7 separate regions of the Mus musculus genome follow, and regions 1, 2, 3, 4, 6 and 7 are each linked to region 5. Evidence: chromatin contacts called from public ChIA-PET and promoter capture Hi-C data. All regions are on one chromosome and are shown on one strand. The core of a region is the stretch at or near the end of the contact, and the rest is flanking DNA. Distances in the headings are between cores, read along the strand shown. Region 1 overlaps Il12rb1 (interleukin 12 receptor, beta 1). Region 2 holds the start of Arrdc2 (arrestin domain containing 2). Region 3 holds the start of Eps15l1 (epidermal growth factor receptor pathway substrate 15-like 1). Region 4 holds the start of Ap1m1 (adaptor-related protein complex AP-1, mu subunit 1). Region 5 holds the start of Colgalt1 (collagen beta(1-O)galactosyltransferase 1). Region 6 holds the start of Hsh2d (hematopoietic SH2 domain containing). Region 7 holds the start of Kcnn1 (potassium intermediate/small conductance calcium-activated channel, subfamily N, member 1).

Region 1 (2,700 bases), core at 49-2,548, 790 kb after region 5:
CAAATTCTCCCAAGCGTAGAAGTGTCCTCTGCTTCAACCTCCCGGGGTCCCTGGAGGAACCCCAACATACCCCAGCACTGGAAACGGGCTACCATAACCGAAATATTTGTGTAACCACTGTGTGGCTGGACCCGGAGACCACGGCTCCTTCGCCAGCTAGAAGCTTCTATGATAACGCAGGTTCCAGGTCTGGGAGGCCTCGCCCTACTAGCTTCGCATACTCTTGTTATAAAAGGGTTCTCAAACCTTGGGTAGTTCAAACTGGAAAAGTCCAATTTGAGCCTCATGTGCAGGGCGGGCGGAGGCGACACGCGTCGCTGCTGCCTCCTAGCGGCCAAAGTGAGACATTACGGACGCGCGTTTACCGTGGCTGTAGCGCCAGGAAAAGAGGGAACCCAGGGTCCTCTTGACGGGCGGGCGAGCACATGGGAAGGGAGCTGGGCCTCTCGCCTCAACTATCTGTACTACCCAGGTCTTATCTCGGAATTCTAGGTGACTGTCCACACTGTCCTCCAGACAGGGTCTCATGTAGCCCAGGCTACCCTCGGACTCGCTTTGCAGTCCAAGCTCATCTTTCTGCAGCTGCCTCCTGGGTATTGGGATGACAGACGTGCACCACGACGGCCAGATTTAGTTTCTCAGTCTCTGGGAAGGCCCATTTATTAAGTGCCCAATACTCTAATAGGGAAACTGAGTCCAGACGTATAAACTTCCCGTGAATGTCTAGGCCCTGCTTTTTAGGTAACCTAATTTATGACGCTCTAGAGTCATTCTGTGACCCCAGCCAAGGACGCTGGAGGCAAACTGAGCCTGTGACTGACCATGTCCCCTCAGACTGGAAGGACCCCCCCAAAAATAAACAGACCAGTGATAGGGTCCAGCCTTGCCCTGAGGATACCAAGCAAAGCTGCATGAAGCACTTTCCCCTTCTTGGAGGTTTCCATGTTCCCCTCACAGGCGGTGTGGCTATAGGCGCTGGAGGGAGTGGGTGGGAGAAGAGAAGGGTGCTACAGAACCGGGAGAAAGGCCTGGGTCTGCGTCCTGCAAACGCTGTGTGACATCAGGCAAGACAGTCACCTTCTCTGGGCCTCAAGAATCACATCTATAAAATAGGACAGCCATTATGACCAGCTGTTGCAGTTTAGGGGCTCCTGAGGAGGGAGCAGGCTGGAGATGCAACAGTCAGGCCTCTTGCCCCAAAGTGGGCGGTCCCGGCTCCGCAGTCTTATGGGTCCTCCAAAGATCGTCAAGTACAGAGGCTCCCTGGGTCACACCTCCCAGGAGCAGCGGGAGTGTCACGTGGGCCAGGTCACCACGGGGACAGTCCTCCCTAGCCAGGCCCAGGCGCCTGGCCTCTGACAGTGCCTGCACCTGCCTCTGCCTCTGAGTCTCCAAGGGCCGCCTTGTGTCCAGGGCGCACTCAGGGGCGGCCTGGGGCGACTCTGTCCCGTCGCCTCTGTCTCCGGGCATCTCGACCACCAGCGCATCTCGCGGGTACAACACCTCCGGGAAGTCCTCAGGGTTGCACCACTGCCAAGCCTAAAAAGAGGGGGGACAGAGTCAGTGAATTCTCGAGAGGGGCTAAGTAAAGTGCGGGGCGGGGCGGGACTGAGTGAAGGGGCAGGATGGGGGCGGGGCCGGGACTAATTAAGGAGTGTTGGGGTGGGGATGGAGCAAACAGCAGGAACAAGAGGAGGCAGGATGTGTGGGCGGTGCCAAAACTGAGTGAAGGGGAAAGGGGCAGGATCAGAAATTGAGTGATGGAGCAGACGTGGGCGGGACCAGGACTGAGTAAAAGGATGAGGGCAGAGCTAGGGCTGTGGGCAGAGCTATGTAATTGCTCCAGGACTTGGGAGGAGCCAAAACAATGGGAAGAATCCTGTCGTTGGGTGGGACTAAGACTTGGTAGGCGGGGCCAGGATACAGTGTAGCTGAAAACCCCTAACACCCCTCCCCCTCCCAGTGCCTAGAGGAGCACATTCATTCTGTGGAGACCCTCTTCCAAGTCGTCCACCGAAACAGCCAGGGTGAGGCCCCCAAGGTTAGCTACAGCACAGAAACGGATCCCGTCCCCTGGATCCAGCCATGCCTGAAGCCCGAAGCCTTGAGTTTGTTTTTCACATTCCCCTTTAGTTGAAGCCACGTTAAATTCTGATTCTAAGATGACATCCAGAATTCTCCTGCCTATTGGATCTACCTGTCGCCCTTCAGTTTGGGCAAGCTGAGCTGGAGCACACCCACTGCCCAGAGTACATTACTCTGCAGTGGGAAGCTGCGAAGGAACATCTACCTGCTTGCCCTGGCTGCCAGGGAACTCCACGGCAGTGCTGCCACAGGGTGTAGGCAGGGGTGGGCACAAGTGCCAGGCGGCCCTGAGGAACAAAAGGTGACAGATCAGAGAGGGTATTCTTGAGGCTTCCTTGTCCCCGCTGTTATGAAGGGTGTGATGTGGACCAAATGAGAGTCCTGCACACTCAAGATCAGCAACATCTCTGCCCACAACGCAATTCGGTTCCAGGCCCTCTGTGCCTTGGTTTCCGCGTCTAGACCAGGACAGATCTATACTTTGGGGTCGTGAGTGTCCTCAATACTGCTCTAGCAGACAAGGCAGGAGGGGTAAGGCAAGAGTCACCTGTTTAAGCCAATGTATCCGAGACTGCCCACGAGGAGGACGCTGGCGAAGCTTCCCAGAGACGCGAA
Region 2 (2,700 bases), core at 53-2,552, 770 kb after region 5:
CCTTGTCCCTTGCCAGGGTCCTTTAGGTTGAATGGGGGTGCCCAATGCGGGGGGGGGGGGAAAGGACCAACACTTCCCTGTCCCCACCAATTCGCATCGCCGGAAACAATGGGCCTGAAAAAAGGTGCCCCAGATAGGTCTGCAGGCGGCAGCGAGTTGATGATTAAGCTGGGAGGTTCTGGCCTAGTGGACACACCTGCGAACCCAGCATCTAAGAGGCTGACACCGGAGTTCCATTGCCTTGAGTTCCCGGGCAGCCTGGGTTACAGTGTGAGATCCTGTCTGAAAACATAAGAAAAAGCCAGGCCGGGCAGGAGAGATGGCTCAGTGGCTAAGAGCACAGACTGCTCTTCCAGAGATCCTGAGTTCAATTCCCAGGAACCACACAGTGGCTCACAGCCATCTGTAATGGCTCTCTTCTGGTGTGTCTGAAGACAGCTACAGTGTACTCATATACATATACAAATAAATAAATCTTTTTTTTTTTAAGTTTAAGAAACAGTCAGGTACTAAGGCAAACGCCTATCAAGTCAGCTCTGGAAGACTGGTGGAGGATGGCAAATTCAACATCGGGCTTGGTTAGAGTACGAGATGCATTGGAGGCTATGTGAGACTTGGCCTCAGAAGAAAATAAAGCTTTCGGGTTCAGAAATCCGATTTGAGCTTTAATTCCAGCACTCGGGAAGCAGTGGCAACCTCGCCTCTATGAGTTCAAGGCCAGCCTGGTCTACACAGTGAGTTCCAGACTAGCCAAGGGAACACAAAACTACTGGCCAATCTTGTAAACAGAAGCAGGGGGACTGTCTCAAGTCCCAGGTAAGTTTGGGCTACATGAGAACCCGTCTCAAAAAGCAACAGAAAAAAAAAATAGTGACAGTTGTCACGCTGGGTGACTAAGACCAGTTTCCCTATTCCTGGGCTTCCTTGTTTGTGTATTTGCGAGACCTAAGGCGGCAGAGCCGCGCTGCAGCACCTCCCACTTAGGCTCCGGTTCAGAACCAAGCAAGGGTTATTTTGTCTGGAGCCTCGTGAGGCCACGCCCCACCGCGCTATTGGTGAAGTTCTTTCCGGTAGGCGAGGCTTTCTCTAACGCCCCGCCCCGCCCCGCCCCTCGATGCTACTGACTTTCTCGCAGGAGCTGATTTTGCCCCCTCAGACCACGCCCTTCACACGCTATTGGCCTGGTCCCTTGTAGGGGGGGGAGCTTTCTATCAGGCCACCGCCCTCGTGGAGCCTTTGGCCTAATTCTCTCAGCAGAACCAGGCTTTTTCAGGCCCCGCCTCCTCAGCGCGCTATTGGTGGAGTCTTCTCCTGAAGGTGTGGCTTTCTCCTCAGGCCATTCCTTCGCCGCGCTATTGGCCTAGTCTTTTCTGGGGTCCCGTTCCCTACTGCTGTGTTTGCGGAGTCTCTTCCGGTAGGTGCGGTCTTCTCCTCAGGCCCCGCCCTCCAACCGTCCTATAAGTGCGACGCAGCTGCGGGTCCCCAGCGGTCTTCCGTCCTGTTGTCCCGCTTGTGTGTGTACGTAGTTCGAGCCCGCTGCGTTCGCAGTCTCTAGCTCTTTCTTTTCGCGGGTTCGAGCACCTGGCCGATCTCTTTTTTGGGTTCGCGACCGTCACCGCAATGCTGTTCGATAAGGTGAAGGCGTTCGTAGTAGAGATAGACGGGGCGCGCACGGGCACCGAGCCCGTGTTCCACGGAGGCCAGGCCGTGGCAGGCCGGGTACTGTTGGAGCTTGCGGGCGCGGCACGCGTGGGCGCGCTCAGGCTGCGCGCTCGGGGCCGCGCGCGCGCGCACTGGACGGAGTCGCGCAGCGCGGGCTCCAGCACTGCTTATACTCAGAGTTACAGCGAGCGCGTGGAAGTCGTGAACCACCGCGCCACGCTGCTCGCGCCAGGTACGGGCTGGGGACCTTTTGGGGCGCACCGAGCATGCGATTCCCAGGCCTACGTCCGCTGAGCCCCGGGTCTTGTTCCTAGACTCGGGGGATATCGCCACGCTTCCCGCTGGACGCCACGAGTTTCCCTTCAGCTTCCAGCTGCCTATGTAAGCCCCACTGTCGCCTTCTGGCTGGGCATCTAGGGTTCCCTCAGCCCTGACTTCTCGGGACATCCCTCTTGTATGCCCTTCACCCCACTATCTCCTGATAGTGATCCTCTGATTACCCACTCTTGCCACCCCAGCTCCCTGGTGACATCCTTCGAGGGCAAACACGGCAGCGTCCGCTATTCCATCAAAGCCACTCTGCACCGGCCATGGGTCCCTGCACGCTGCGCCCGGAAGGTGTTCACTGTCATTGAACCTGTGGACATAAACACACCTGCCCTGCTGGCAAGTGGCTGCCCCATGGGGGTTGGGGTCCAGCCTGGCTGCTTGACACCTTTTAGATTTGAGGGTCTCAAATGACCTCTGTAACAGGGAGCCAGGAGTTAGTGGTGAGTTTAAAACCCACTATAGGTAAGTGCAAATTCTGAGGGTGCTCACCTGCTGTGTGCCTCTGGGAAGGTATCTTGCTCTTTCCCAGCCTCAGATACCCCATTTGGAAAGCAGGATATGATAGGGCTATTTTTGTTTTTGTGTTTGCTTTTGTCTTTACTGGTTTTGGGTTTTGCTTTATTTCTTTTTCTTTTCTTGTTTGTTTTTGTTTTTTGTTTTGTTTTGTTTTGGTTTTTTTGAAACAGGGTTTCTCTGTATAGCCCTGGA
Region 3 (2,700 bases), core at 48-2,547, 810 kb before region 5:
TAAAGATGCTTGCGGCCAAGGCTAACAACCTGAGTCCTATCTCTGTGACTCATGGTGGAAGGGGCCATCCAACACACAAATCTTTTAAGATGTAAGTTAAAATGTAACTTAAAAAAAAAAAAAAAGACAAAGAAATACCAGAGTAGGGGCTGGTGAGATGGCTCAGTGGGTAAGAGCACCCGACTGCTCTTCTGAAGGTTCGGAGTTCAAATCCCAGCAACCACATGGTGGCTCACAACCATCCTTAACAAGATCTGACTCCCTCTTCTGGATTGTCTGAAGATAGCTACAGTGTACTTACATATAATAAATAAATGAATCTTTAAAAAAAAAAAAAAAAAGAAATACCAGAGTAGCTGAAGATATAGTTAGTTGGTTAAGGGTGCTTGTTGCTTTTCCAGAGGACCCTAGTTCTGTTCCCACTCATATCGGGGGTTGGGGGCTCATAAGTGCTTTTAACTCCAGCTCAATGGCATCTAATAAACTCTTCTCTCTTGGGCAGGCATTGGCACGAGCACAGCAGGCATATACACATAAAAAAACAACAAAAAACACCAGATGTCAGGCTACACCCACATCTGCAAGCAATCAGAACCCAAATCTGTTTAACAAGCATACTGAGTGGTACTAACACTGCATATGGCCCAAGTTAGACTTGAGCACCATGGTACTTTGTTGTGTGCCACTGTCTCCATTTCCCCGGGAAAAGTTCAGCAAACCCTAGGCATTAGTAGAGGCTACTAGAGTGGAGAAGTTAAGACGGTGCCTGGGTTTAGCCAAGCTCCGATTCACAGACCCAGACTGGAAAGTGCAGGGAGCTGGAGTGCAGCGGTCTGGAAGGGAGCCCTACCTATCCCTTGGGTTCCCTGCCTCACAGGAGCCTCCAAAGCCAGGGGCTCGGTTTGCCCACTCCAATCAGGAGATGCACACGAGGCCCTCCCCACCCCCACAGACCGACTAGCCCGCCCACTCTCGGCCCACTAAACTTACGAGGCTCCGAACCTTCTAGTCACGCTGTGCTTTAGGCTAGGCTCTCTAAATCACCCGGTACGGCCAACTCTGGTAAGGCTATGCGACAGAGCCTTCCCCATAAAGGCTCCGCCTCCAGCCAGAACTGCCCCGCCCTCTCCACTGTGATCGAGGCTCCGCCCTCTTACTGCAAAACTTCTCACGGGAGGACTTGGATTCCCTTCTGCGCACGTGTACTCTGGTCCTGTGGCCTGTCCTTGCGCTGGCTGTGCTGCGCGCGCATCGCATCCCTCCTTCGTACTAGTGCGCAGGCACGGCCCCGCCCCCGTTCCTTCGGCGCTCCGGAGGCCGAGTCCGCACGAAGATGGCGGCGCCGCTTGTACCCCTCTCGCAGCAGGTATGGTGCTGGGGTGCGCCGTGGGGCGGTGCGGACGGTGGTTGCCGCGAGAAAGATAAGTCGTCGCGGAAGCGCGGCTCCAGGGGACCGCGGAGGCGCGCGCTGAAGGCTCAGAGGCTGAGTGGCGGGGGCCGGGCGGTTCTGAAGGTGACAGGCCGGAGCGGCCCGCATACTCTTGCGCCGGGCGACCCCCGAGCGGCTGCGAAGAGGTGATGGGGCGCGGCCGCTGCGTATGTCTGCTCCGTCTGGGGCCTGGCCAGGTTAAGGGACGGGGGGGGGTTTGGGGGGTGGGCGCTGTTGTTCGAGCCGCGTCGCGCTTCGTCCCCGCGGAGGCGAGCGAGAGCGGTGGGCCCGCCGCCAGTCTTTGTCTCCCGCGGGGTCGGGCGTCGGGGCGGGTGGTGTCCCATACTGGAGTCGCAAGGGGAACCGGGACACGCCCGCTTCGCCTCTGGCCGCCCAGCCCTCCTTCCCCCGAGATCCGCTTCCGCTGCTCTGTGCGGTGCGAAAAGCGCGGATCCTACGCCCCCAACGGTATGCACCAGTCTTCGTCCTCAGGGTCGCTGGATGGTTTTCTTGAACGTATCAAATGCTACAGGGACGTACAGAATAGCAGTGAGAAGGCCATTGTGCTTCTAGCGGAAAACATTCATTCATTCTTCAGCCACTTTCTAACGTGCTTGGGATCAGGTGCTTGGGAGCTCAGCAGTCTCTCACTGACAAAGTCTCTAGTTCCAGGTGACATCCATAAGAATTAGAAAGTATTCCTGTCCTGCTAATTTGCCAAATTACCCGTTTGTTCCACACAGCATATTATATGCACTTTGCTAGAATCGTCTTTCGCAGGGTCATGGTTACCAGGAGGAAGCATTTTATATTCAGATCTCGGCTCCAACTCTGGAAGAGTGTCCTTGAAGCAGGCTTCTTAACCTCAGCATATCAATTACCTCATTTGGAAAATAGAGATGTAAAATGCATTAGCAGAAAACTGTGGAAAGCACATTTTGCCTAACACATTGGAAGCTCTTTTGTTACCCGTCAATAAATTCGGGTGTTTGGGACTAAGACAAGAGCAAGTATGAATGCCAAAGCTGGTAAGAACTGCTTGGCAGGCTGATGCACCCAGGTCACCTGGTCTGAAGGAGAGGGCAATACAGGGTGGTTAAGTCCTGGAAGGACCAGCCACCAGCAGCCTTGACACTATATTAACATGTGGAGACCAGTAGATATTAATTAACATGCTCTTACAGCACCTGTGATTGTCTTCTGAAAATGGTTAAGGACTAGACAGATAGTAGGGAGTGTATTGAGGATAGGTGTGTATTGAGTTAGAGCCT
Region 4 (2,700 bases), core at 52-2,551, 630 kb before region 5:
GACAGGCAGATCCATGCGTTTTAACGGTTCAGGCAGCCTAGCTCAATCAGTCTAGTGACCCGAGTTCGATAACAAGAGCCCATGTAAGAGTAGCAGGGGTCTCCTTCCTCCACACACCCGCAGAAACACACAAATGAAGATTTCTTTCTCAGATAACGCTGGGCAAGATGCCAGGGTCCTGTTTCTGTGCAGGGCCTTCATGTCTCAGCAGTCTTTGTTATTCCCAGTCAGGATAGCTCTCCCTGATTCTTCAGTTGCAGCTGCTAGTCCATTATGAAGACATGGCCCCAATAGGTATTCATCTATTTCTGTTTTTTCCAAGTGACTAAGTTGAGCTATGACAGATTAGGCTAACCCACGGTGGCCCTGGGCTTAGCACCTGCCTGGCGAGGATGCTTCCAGGCCGCTACTTCCCAGTAATCAGTGTGACTCTAGGCACTGTTTCCCCCTCTAAAACCACACTTTTGTTTGTTTTTGTTTTTCGAGGCAGGGTTTCTCTGTATAGCCCTGTCTGTCCTGGAACTCACTTTGTAGACCAGGCTGGCCTCGAACTCAGAAATCCGCCTGACTGCCTCCCGAGTGCTGGGATTAAAGGCGTGCGCCACCACGCCCTTCTTAAAACCACACTTTTATCATCCGCTTCTCTTAATGTCATAGGAAGCTCAGTGGCTCTAGGGAACGCTGAAGCCTGTGGAGCGAGGGACCGACCTAAGGCCATAGTTCCCGCCACGCCTCTGGCCAAGGGTCGCACGGTCCCCGGGGCGCAGGGTCCTGCTACAGGAGTTCGCAGGAGAAGCTAGAGTCCGGTACCCAGGCGAACAAAAAGGGAAAGGGGCAAAGCGGACAGTTACCTAGCAACCGCAGCCCACCAAGTTGGCTAGCAATGGGGCGGGACTCGCGGAAAGACCACCGCCCATTTCCTAGTAACTTGGTAGGGCTGGCAAGTGAGGCTGCCCCGCCTGCCTGACGCCCTAGCTGGGCTGGTCGGCCAGTTGCCTAGCAACAGGGTGGGTCCTGACAGGGCGAGGGCCCGTTGGTTGCCTGGCAACGCGGAGGGTGGCGAACCCTTCAGTACCTTGCCCTTCAGATCCAGTACGTAGACGGCGCTGGCGGACATGGCGGCTTTGGAAGGTCTCGGCAGTAGCCGAGGGCGGCGGCAACGGCAGGAACTGCGGGCGTTCAGCAAGGCCCGGCGCGCCCCGAGACACTTCCCCTCCACTTCCGGTCCATGAAGCAGCGCGTGGACCGTTATGTCCGGTCTGAAGGGAGCCGCAAGTGCGCAGGCGCGTAACTGAGTGCAAGCGCAGTAGGAACTTTTTGGCAGTATTTTTCACCCATAGCTCAAACGGGCCGGAAGTCAGGGGGCGTGGCCTTCCTGAAGAGCGGGGCCTGGAGGACCAGGGCGGGGCAGCTTTGTCATTACTCCTTGTACCTGAAGGACTAGCTGTGGAATGAAGGTGGACGCTTCCAAGCCTGTTGCTGTGAGAAGACGCTGAAAGCGGAACCGATTTGGAGTTGAGCCTTTTTTTTTCTTTTTCTTTTTTTGTTTTTTCGAGACAGCCTTGCTTTCTGCAGAAGTCAAGTAAACTAATATCCCGTCACTGACTGTGACTCGCCGTTAGGTGGCGCTTAAAGGAAGTCAGTCTCCCAATGGCAATCCAGCCTTATCAGCAATCACTTGTCACTGTCAACCTCTCAACTGACTGGGCTTCACCCGTCTTGCCCCAGTGAACCCAGGGTAGCACGTGTGTAACTTAGCCTGTGCCTAATTCACAGTAAGGCTGAGCCGGGCGTGGTAGCTAGCGCACGCCTTTAATCCCAGCACTCTGGAAGCAGAGACAGGCGGATTTCTGAGTTCGAGGCCAGCTTGGTCTACAAAGTGAATTCCAGGACAGCCAGGACTATACAGAGAAACCCTGTCTCAAAAAAACAAAACCAAAGTAAGGCTGATTAAATTTTAATTCTGCCATTCTTCTTTTTTCGAGACAGGGTTTCTCTGTATAGTCCTGGCTGTCCTGGAACTCACTTTGTAGACCAGGCTGGCCTTGAACTCAGAAATAAACCTGCCTCTGCTTCCCAAGTGCTGGGATTAAAGGCGTGCGCCACCACCGCCCGGCAAATTCTGCCATTCTTAACCACCTTTCTGCCACCGAGAGATCAAAGGAGCCCATCAACACTCCTCCCCGCCCCAAGGGCTTTTTTTTGTTTTTTACTTTGTGTGGTTTTTTACTTGTGTGACACATAGTGAAAGATTCCCGAAGGGAGACCCTTACTCAGACACTTAAGTCCCGGGACAGCCGCGTACCCAAGAAGACACTGAGACCATACATAAAATGTAGAAGGTAAGATTTAATAAAGCAGCGACATGAAAGCACACAGACCAGAGCTCTGGGGTCGAAATAAAGCAGCAACATGAAAGCACACAGAGCTCTGGGGTCGAAACTCATACACCTTAGCACAGGGTAGAGGAGTCTCGACAGTCAGCCAAAATTTTTCACAGGCTTATATAGTAAAACTCAAAGGGGGAGAACTGGGCAGGAAAAGTACAAGTTTACATCACTAGGGAGTTCTGCCAAAGGAATCTAGGTAACTAAGGAGTCATGTCCTATCAAGGAATCTACGTCAGGAGGCCTTTATCTCAAAAATGTTCTTGGAACAGTTTTTTCGAACTTTAGGGTGAGGAGTTTTGGGGTGAAAAGT
Region 5 (2,700 bases), core at 83-2,582:
TGTGGCAGCTGTGTCCAAAGTTGCACAATGGAGTGAAGGACAACGGGACAAAGGTCTGCTGAGAGGATAGGGACCTGGTGGGGAAGCTGACGATAGAACTGGAGCATTCTAGATCCTACCTTCCCAAGCTTCAGTACTCCAGTCGGGGATTTGAGGCTCACCTGGGTTCCTCTGCCGGTCGCCACTCCACAGAGTGGTATAAACCCTTCACTGCCACCAGCCACTCTCGAAGTATGGCTGAAGTGTTGTCAGTGTTGTGATCTGTGGCCACCCTGTGAGCACAGACAGGACAAGATGATGGCACTGGGGGTTTCCCAACCTGGCTCAGACCCATCAGCTATAACACCCTGGATAAAACTCGCTACACTCCAAGCCTGTTGCCCATCCATCGGTGACAGGGGAGTAAAGATGACACCCAGCTCACTAGTACACAACTGAACAGAACCTGCTGGTTTGGAAAGCACATTGGTGTGAGACCCTGTCACAAAGATAAGTTCATTAACTTTGTTAGCGTGGAATGCTGGCCCGAGCCTCAGGAATCTTATCTGGAAGTCCCGGAGTTCGCTATAAGGGTCTGGAAGCACCAGCCTGGCCCATTCTAAGGAGTCAGAGGTTCTAGGATGGTAGCTCGCTGTGAGGGCTGGCAGCAAATCAGAACAGATTCCTAAGTACCTGAGGGGAGGAGGCAGCAGCTTGGGGTCCCAAGCCGCAGTGGGGACGAGCCCGGGCACTATGGATATAGAGCCGAGCCCCCTCAAGTGCGTAATCCCTGGGGTACATAACTCAGGTCCTCAGAAAGAGGACCGAGTCTCCGCAGCGCACAGCCGAGCCCAAGTGCATAGCAACCTCCCTCCGGTAGAGACTTGAGTCCCGCCTAGTCCCGGTGCACCGCGCAAGGGCCCGCAGCTCACCACAGCGCCGTGCGCTCCCGTGGGTGGCGCAGCTGCTCCAGGGCGCCCAGCGTGGCGGGCAGCGCGGGTGCCGCGTTCCGCGCCAGCAGCGCGATGAGCACGCGCGGCGCCTGTAGCGGGGACTCGGGGCTCCAGCGCTCCTCTGGAAAGTAGCCGTCCGCGCCGCGCGGGCCGCCCAGCGGCGGCAGCAGTAGGAGCAGTGGCAGCAGCGGCAGCCCGCGTGACCCGCGTGGCAACGCCGCCATCGCGCCACGCGTCGCCTTTAAGCAGCTTTTCTGCCGGGGGACGAGGGCCGCGCCTTAAAGGAGTCGGCGGCGGGAAGGACACATCCAGGTCCCACCCCTGACACGCTCCTTAAAGGGAAGTGGCCCGCGGGTCATACTGTGAGTCCTGGAGAGAGGCATGACAAGGCTACGCCTTTAAAAGCTTCCACTGCTTTCCGCCGACCGCAATAACCCGGTCACAAGACGTCACTTGCGGGGAGGTTCCGGAAGCCCCGCCCCTAGCTCGAGCTTTAAAGACACAGACAGTTCTTTGACCACGCCCTGAGAGTGTTCTGTTTTGGAGCCCTCTAATCTCACGCGGTGGCTCTTTACAGAAGCTTCTTCTATTTAGAACCATGTCATCTCAGTTTCCAAGGTTGCGACATGGTTATTTTTGTTTGTTCGTTGCTCCATTTAAGAAGCCATCGAGCCGGGCAGTGGTGGCCCACGCCTTTAATCCCAACACTTGGGAGGCAGAGGCAGGCGGATTTCTGAGGTCATGGCCAGCCTGGTCCACAGAGTGAGTTCCAGGACAGCCAGGGCTACACAGAGAAAGCCTGTCTCGAAAAATCATTAAAAAAAAAAAAAGCCAGCGAAATGGCTCAGTGGGTAAAATCGCTTGCTACCATGTCTGAGGATCCAGAATCCTCAGTCCCCAAATTGTATTGCCCTCTGGCCTTCTTAAAAATGGCTTGTGTGGGGCTGGTGAGATGGCTCAGCGGGTAAGAGCACCCGACTGCTCTTCCGAAGGTCCAGAGTTCAAATCCCAGCAACCACATGGTGGCTCACAACCATCCGTAACAAGATCTGACTCCCTCTTCTGGTGTGTCTGAAGACAGCTACAGTGTACTATTGTTATAATAACAAATAAATCTTAAAAAAAAAAATGGCTTGTGTGCGCCCCTTCCTGCTCTTACTGTTGTTTTCATTTTCTGTGTTTCAGTGTTTTGCCTACATGTACGGCTGTATAACGTGTGTGTGTGTGTGTGTGTGTGTGTGTCCCTGTTCTCCAAGGAGGTTAAAAGAGGGCATCAACTCCTCTAGAACTGGAGTTGCGGATAGTTGTCAACCACTGTGTGGTGTTGGAAATAGAACACCACTCAGGTCTGAGCACCTTTACCTACAGAACCATCCCACTAGCCCATTTCTCCTGGTTTGTTTTTAAAACAGGTTCTTACTCGGCAAGCTCACTCTATAAATTCACAGCTATACTTCTGCTTCATTCTCCTGTGTTCTGGGACAGGCATATACCACCAGGCCAGCAGACTGGTAAAATCCACATAGATTTTCCTACTCTGGTCCCTAGCCTCTAGAGGACCCTAGGGTCCACAAGACATCTCCTGATAGGTTATTTCTCCACCACTGGTGAAATGAGCCAATTTATGCCAGATTCGATTATATTAAAGATGGGTAGTTTTACTGGGGAGCTGCACTCGCTGACTGGCCCCAAGGATTGAGTGACATCACGGTGGGGGAAGGGAGAATGAGAAAGGGTGTGTACAACCACCACCCACAATGTCCTTCTG
Region 6 (2,700 bases), core at 112-2,611, 580 kb before region 5:
GCCTCTCTGTGTGTGAGAATGTGTGTGAGTGTAATAGCCATGTGTATGCAGGTACTACTGGAGGCCAGAAGAGGGCGTTGGATCCCTGGAGCCAGATTTACAGGGGCCATTAAGCTTATGCAGGCACTGGGAACTAAACTCAGCAACTCTGCAAGAGCAGTGTACACTCTTAACTGCCGACTCTCCAGCCTCATTCTAATATTTAAAAATTTTGAATGTGTATGGGGGGGGTGACCATGTGTACAGACACGTGTGTGTGCAGCTGTGTGTGTAGGCCTGCAGCTGACACTGGCTCTTCCTCACTTACTCTTCACTGTATGGATTGAAACAGTCTTTGAATGAAGGTTGGCTGCCTTGCCGAGTGTGACTAGACAACGTCCCTAGGAGGGTCTCCCACTGCCTCCTTTCTCTTCTTTTTTTTTTTTTTTTTTTTTGTCTTTGTTTTTTTTCAAGACGGGTTTTCTTTGTAAAGCCCTGGCTGTCCGGGGAACTTGCTCTATAGACCAGGCTGGCCTTGAACTCAGAGATCCCCCTGCCTCTGCCTCTGCCTCTGGAGTGCACCACCCACTTCAGTTTACTTCCCCTTTTTATTTCATTATTCACTGTGCTTCACAGGCAGAGACAGGCACATGTTTGCCACAGTGCTCTAGTTCTGACCGTGTTCAAGCACATTGGAGTCTAGGCCTCCAGGAGTGCAACAGACAATCCTGTCCAGGCTATCACCTACCAACATGTCTCCCAGAGTGTAGCACCATCATGAAGCAGATACACGTGTCTCTAAAGTACAGCTGAACCCAGCTACATGCTACACAGAAAGGTCTCAATGTTTATTCTCTTTCTACTTCAGAACACTCCTACAAGTCTTTCAAGACTCAATACAAATGTCCCTTCCTCCAGCCAGCTTCCCTGCCTCCCCTGCTCAAACAAAACCCTGGCCACAGTCCCACCCTCTCCCGGAGCTTCTCAGTTAAATTCCTTCCTTTCTCTGGCAGCTCCAGTAAAACCCCGTGGGGCCGGAGGGGCTTTACCTCTCTCTGCCTTCCCCTCGTGGTTTTCTTGGAACACTTGGTTTCTATGAATCAGGTCTCACCATGTAGCTAGCTGAAACCAGCCTCAAACGTGTACAGCCTGCCTCGGCCTCCAAAGCGCTGCAATGACTTGTGTGGAGAGCCATGCCAGAGTTTAGCCCTTGCAATGCTTTCCTCCTCTGGTAAACCCTTCTCTCATCTTCTAGCACCACTACACCCAGTGCTGAAGTCCCAGAGCCTCTGAAGCTGGGGCATGTTGGGATGCAGGGATGCCAGGATTCTGGATGCAGGGTGCAGGATGTAGGATGCATACCTTGGACAGCTTGGGTTGTGTTCCGAAGGGCTCTTGAGCTGGCTTGAGCTGGAGTTTAAGTTTCGGTTCAGGGTCCACACGTCAGAGGGGCAGGGCCAGGAGCCTCAGTCAGTTCCTGTTTCCTCCAGCAGGTGAACAGGGTGGGACCAGAATAACTCTCAAGGCTTGAGTCTGAGGCTGGAGTTGTTCTTGCCAAGCCTTGCTCAGTACTTACTCTCTACCAACTCTATGGAATCGCTGAGACAGCTGCCGCCCTGCTTCCCAATATTGGTATTCTTCTAGTTTTTTTCCCCCTTGAGATACAGCTTTATGCACCCCAATTGGGGTGCTGAAGTAGACTCTTGCCTCGACCTCAGGGTTTACCATCATGCCAAGATTATGCATTGCTGGGGATGGAACCCAGGGCTTCATGCTTGCTAAGTGAGCTACAATCACTTTACCTACTGAGCTACAAGCACTCTACCTACTGAGCTAGATTCCCAGCCTCTTAACAGCAACCTTGAAGTAGTCATAGGTCAGGAAATGGGCATATGGCAATCAGAGAGTGAAAGGCAACAAGTAGGAGAGGCTGCTTGGGGGGGACAGGATACAGGAACAGTATGCATATACAGGACAGGGAACTGCATATGCCCCAGACATGAAGGAGACATGAAAGGACAGACTTGCTGCACACACAACACCTATCATACCTTCCTTTGCAAAACTCATTTGAAATATCATTCTACAGTCATGTTGCCCTCTAGGCCAACATCAAAGCAAGATGGCTTGGGTCTGTAGTTGCAGTACTCAGTAGCCTGAGGCAGGAGGATTTGGGGTTCCAGGCTAGCCTGGGCTAACATAGGGACATTCAAACTCAATATCCAAACTAAACCAAAGCAAGAAAGCAAGCAAGCAAGCAAACAAACAAACAAACAAAACAAACTGGAGTAAACCATAGAGTCCATCTATCTTATTCTGGTTTTTTTCTCCCTTCTGTTTTTTATTTTTCTAAAACAGGATCTCACAGCATCCTGGCTGGCCTGGAATCCACAGAACACTGAGGATGATGTTGCATCTCTGCTCTTCCTGTCTCTATCTCCTGGGTGCTGGGATCATAGAGGTGTCTGTATTTTCTGCGATACTGGGATGGGACCCAGGAGTTCTTTCACCATATGTGAGTACCCTGCCAACTGAGCTGCAGACCCAGTCCATGCCTGATTTTTCTTCTGATTTTAAAATGAACTACAATGTATGTGCACACTCTGGGTCCTGGGTGATGTGTCCCTGTACCTAACAGGCATAGCTGACTTGGCTGTAAGCTTCCTGGCCCACCCCTTCTTGCCTCTGCACCCAGTGCATTTCCGTCTTGCCTCTGCACCC
Region 7 (2,700 bases), core at 72-2,571, 750 kb after region 5:
CTTCTGTTGTTAGCACGGAACAAATGGGGCTTGGTGGCCCAGGCCTATCCTGTCAGGTAGGACCTGAGAGGTAGAGGCAAGATGGCCAGTTCCAGGCCATCCTCAGCTCTATAGTAAGTCTGAGCCTCACAGATATGAAACCCTTTCTAAAACAAAAAGCAAAACAATTCCTGGGTAGGGGGTAGGCAGGGAAGGCCCACAGCCACAGGCTGAGGTGGCCACATGCAGAAGGTTTAGGGGCTGGAGGCAGAACCTGGTGCTCTTGGCCTGTCCCTCTGTGGTGTCTCCTGGAACCTGCTTACATCTATCACCCCAGGCTGGTTCCATCTGGCTCCACCTATGTGGATAGTGCAGATGTGGTCCCCAACACCTGGACTGTCACTCTGTTGGTGGCTCTGCTGGGGCTCAGTGCTGTCACTGCTCCCAGGCCACTTGCTGGCCACACATCTGCCCCTCAGTCCTTCCTGAGGCCCTCTAAACTGCAAAGACATTGGGCCAGGAAGAAGCAGGAGCTGGGTGGCTGGGGTGGGGGTGGGGAGGGGATTAGGGAGGGGATACACACACTCATCGCTCGGCTGCAGGCAAACCTCAGCTCCCCAGCTTGTCAGTAATCACGTGACTGAAGGGGCGGAGACTAGACTCCTTGGTCTCTGGGATGTCTTAGAAGACACCTGAAACTCCAGCACCTTAGGAAGTAGGCTGAGAGGAGGATTTCAGTGAGTAAATTCAAGATCAGCTTTGGCTACAGAGCTATCAAAACAAACAAACAAAACCCAAGACCACAAAAAATGTTGCATGAGCTGGAAAGGGGGGCCCAAAACTGTCCCAGCGCTCAGGAGGTGAAGGGAGAAGGAACAGAACTTCAAGGCCACTCAAGGCTAACCTGGACTCCCTGGTAAGTTCTAGCGCAGCCTGTACTTCACAGTGAGTTTGACGCCAGACTAGGTTATGTGAGACCTTGATTCAAAACAAAAACTTTCATGAGTGAGCTCTGTAAGTTTGGCTTGAATGATGGGGGCAGAGCAGGTTCGGGGGTCTCCCCAGCCCTGATGATTGCAGCTGCCTGGAGCTCTTTCTGCCCGCAAGGCTAATAGGGTTTAAGATCGGGGTCCCTGAGGTGAGCGGGCTTGTCTGTCCCCAGAGATGAGGTCCAGGTGTGCAGGATCACCTGCAATAGCCAGCTGCCTGTGCACAGATGCCCATCACCGGGGTTCTTATTCTTGCCCAGTGCCCAGGAGGGAGCTTTAAGCATGGGCGGAGCCTGCGGGGTCATGGGGGTGGGGCCTGGTGCACTCAGCCAATCCAAGGCGCCGCTCATACGGGGCGGCGCTGCTCCCCCTCCCTGGCCGGTCTCGGCGGGGACGCGCTGGCACGAGGGTCCAGGTCCCCGCCCGCAGGTATTGGCGAGAGGAAGCGGGGGTGAGGGGGCTGGGGGGGCAGTAATAGCGGGTCCCTGGGCTATGCGACTAGGGACGACGCTGGGGATGGTGTTGCCACGCGGTCAGGGGTCAGGGACACAGAAGAGAGGGTGCGCGTGTCCCCCGGTGAGGGAAGATTGCGAGTGGGAGACGCTGAGTCCATAAAGTCCATGCACAAGGATGGATGTGATACGGCCAGTGACATGAGCACTCTTCGGCCACCCTAAACTGAGGTCAAGGTGCTCAGTGACAGCACCTGGGCTGCCAGACTGGCCTTGTAAGCTCCCTGGTAGCCGGTGTGCAAAGGGCAAGCAGAGCCGGGCACCCTGAGGAGTCAGTGAGCCTGGTGAGAAGAGCTCTGGCACCCTTCCTCAACTCCATTTCCCCACCAGCTGCTGGGGAGGCCACCTGACACAGGTCTAGTGTCTTGGGAGTTTCTGTCATGAGCCGTTATCACTGTGGTTCCTACAAGAGTTGTGGGAGGTGGGTGCCTCCTTGAGACTCACAGCAAGGGACACCTATTGATCCGATTTTATTTTATTTTGAGACAGGTTCTCAGGTAGCCCTAGTTGGCCTCAAAGGCCAGGCTAGCCTTGCTGTTTAGCACCTCTTGATAGGTATGTATCACCAGTCCTAGCATGGCGACTTACACCTGCCATCCCAGCACCTGGGGTTTGCCACAGTGCCAACCTGCACTATAGATTGAGAGCCTGTCTCTAAAGTAAATAAATAAAATTACAGAAGACAAGAGAAAACGGACTGAGCTGGTACCCCAGGCTCCATGACAGAAAGCAGCTCTGTCCTCAGCTCACAGCCACTCGGGCAGAGCCAGCCTGGTTCCCTGTCAAGGTCCTGCCCTCAGCCACCGCCAGGCTGTGTCCCTTAGTCTGTGTCTGACTCGGTGCTGGCAGAGGATCCAGGGGCCACCCAACCTCCCTCAGCTTTGCTCTTCTTTTTAAAACCAGAAGAGGTATCCCCCTTGTGCCTGGGGCAACAGACAGTCCTTTTAACTGGAGGCTCAAAACACAGCCAGCCCAGGACTGGTCACTGAGCCCTGCCTGCTCTGCATCTGTCCTGTGCCAGCCAGCCTGCCCAGGAAGAGGCTGTCTCAGGGAACAACATGGCAGCACCTAGGCTTGGCATATGTGTCAGACAGCTGAGTCACAGCCCCATATTGCCTCTTCACCTGTGTGTCTTGCAGGCACCCAGGCCACCTTGTCACCTGCTGTTGGTAGCTTGAGGGGCAGGGGGTGCTCATGGGCCAGGATGATTGCAGGGCATG

Evidence for each region. Promoter capture Hi-C pulls out the DNA fragments that hold promoters and counts their contacts. ChIA-PET counts read pairs in DNA pulled down with a chosen protein or histone mark. Capture Hi-C pulls out chosen DNA fragments and counts their contacts.
Region 1: a contact with region 5 is called in a promoter capture Hi-C map of the C10 cell line, with 4 times the contacts expected there. The contact joins the enhancer-like site here to the promoter of Colgalt1 in region 5. A contact is called at or near these places in 4 of 39 promoter capture datasets (the C10 cell line, cranial neural crest, hippocampal neurons and 1 more) and 4 of 115 datasets of contacts at active chromatin or transcription factors (astrocytes, bone marrow-derived macrophages, memory CD8 T cells and 1 more).
Region 2: an RNA polymerase II ChIA-PET map of memory CD8 T cells shows a contact between it and region 5, with 263 read pairs. The contact joins the promoter of Arrdc2 here to the promoter of Colgalt1 in region 5. A contact is called at or near these places in 11 of 39 promoter capture datasets (the C10 cell line, cranial neural crest, embryonic stem cells and 6 more), 4 of 115 datasets of contacts at active chromatin or transcription factors (astrocytes, bone marrow-derived macrophages, memory CD8 T cells and 1 more) and 1 of 9 other capture datasets (pancreatic islet).
Region 3: an RNA polymerase II ChIA-PET map of memory CD8 T cells shows a contact between it and region 5, with 12 read pairs. The contact joins the promoter of Eps15l1 here to the promoter of Colgalt1 in region 5. A contact is called at or near these places in 1 of 39 promoter capture datasets (liver) and 3 of 115 datasets of contacts at active chromatin or transcription factors (memory CD8 T cells, pancreatic cancer cells and pro-B cells).
Region 4: a contact with region 5 is called in an RNA polymerase II ChIA-PET map of memory CD8 T cells, with 38 read pairs. The contact joins the promoter of Ap1m1 here to the promoter of Colgalt1 in region 5. A contact is called at or near these places in 10 of 39 promoter capture datasets (the 3T3-L1 cell line, the C10 cell line, the HPC-7 cell line and 6 more), 1 of 484 Hi-C or Micro-C datasets (B cells), 4 of 115 datasets of contacts at active chromatin or transcription factors (extraembryonic endoderm stem cells, large pre-B cells, memory CD8 T cells and 1 more) and 1 of 9 other capture datasets (liver).
Region 6: a contact with region 5 is called in a promoter capture Hi-C map of pre-B cells, with 2.4 times the contacts expected there. The contact joins the promoter of Hsh2d here to the promoter of Colgalt1 in region 5. A contact is called at or near these places in 1 of 39 promoter capture datasets (pre-B cells) and 1 of 115 datasets of contacts at active chromatin or transcription factors (pancreatic cancer cells).
Region 7: a promoter capture Hi-C map of pancreatic islet shows a contact between it and region 5. The contact joins the promoter of Kcnn1 here to the promoter of Colgalt1 in region 5. A contact is called at or near these places in 8 of 39 promoter capture datasets (the C10 cell line, cranial neural crest, embryonic stem cells and 3 more), 2 of 115 datasets of contacts at active chromatin or transcription factors (astrocytes and memory CD8 T cells) and 1 of 9 other capture datasets (pancreatic islet).

What each region holds. Positions count from the first base shown.
Region 1 is chr8:70,819,354-70,822,053 of GRCm38.p6, reverse strand. It overlaps Il12rb1 (interleukin 12 receptor, beta 1), which reads right to left. Exons shown (of 16, transcript NM_008353.2): 14 at 2,633-2,700; 15 at 2,291-2,372; 16 at 630-1,539. The coding sequence ends at 1,183. Among named protein-coding and RNA genes, the nearest start is that of Il12rb1, 12 kb to the right of the region's middle. Within about 2 kb of position 1,298, at least 62 of the 459 cell types and tissues checked have an H3K27ac peak or open chromatin away from gene starts, as enhancers often do. A contact at or near this core is called in bone marrow-derived macrophages, where this site is marked.
Region 2 is chr8:70,838,322-70,841,021 of GRCm38.p6, reverse strand. Arrdc2 (arrestin domain containing 2) reads left to right here and starts at 1,302. Exons shown (of 8, transcript NM_027560.1): 1 at 1,302-1,894; 2 at 1,977-2,043; 3 at 2,181-2,328. The coding sequence starts at 1,621.
Region 3 is chr8:72,420,071-72,422,770 of GRCm38.p6, reverse strand. Eps15l1 (epidermal growth factor receptor pathway substrate 15-like 1) reads left to right here and starts at 1,297. Exons shown (of 24, transcript NM_007944.3): 1 at 1,297-1,366. The coding sequence starts at 1,334. Gm46043 (a long non-coding RNA gene) reads right to left here. Exons shown (of 3, transcript XR_001778581.2): 1 at 991-2,700.
Region 4 is chr8:72,238,619-72,241,318 of GRCm38.p6, reverse strand. Ap1m1 (adaptor-related protein complex AP-1, mu subunit 1) reads right to left here and starts at 1,301. Exons shown (of 12, transcript NM_007456.5): 1 at 1,076-1,301. The coding sequence starts at 1,117.
Region 5 is chr8:71,609,656-71,612,355 of GRCm38.p6, reverse strand. It overlaps Colgalt1 (collagen beta(1-O)galactosyltransferase 1), which reads right to left and starts at 1,332. Exons shown (of 12, transcript NM_146211.3): 1 at 912-1,332; 2 at 162-272. The coding sequence starts at 1,156.
Region 6 is chr8:72,188,329-72,191,028 of GRCm38.p6, reverse strand. It overlaps Hsh2d (hematopoietic SH2 domain containing), which reads right to left and starts at 1,361. Exons shown (of 6, transcript NM_197944.1): 1 at 1,342-1,361.
Region 7 is chr8:70,855,629-70,858,328 of GRCm38.p6, reverse strand. Kcnn1 (potassium intermediate/small conductance calcium-activated channel, subfamily N, member 1) reads left to right here and starts at 1,321. Exons shown (of 10, transcript NM_032397.3): 1 at 1,321-1,397.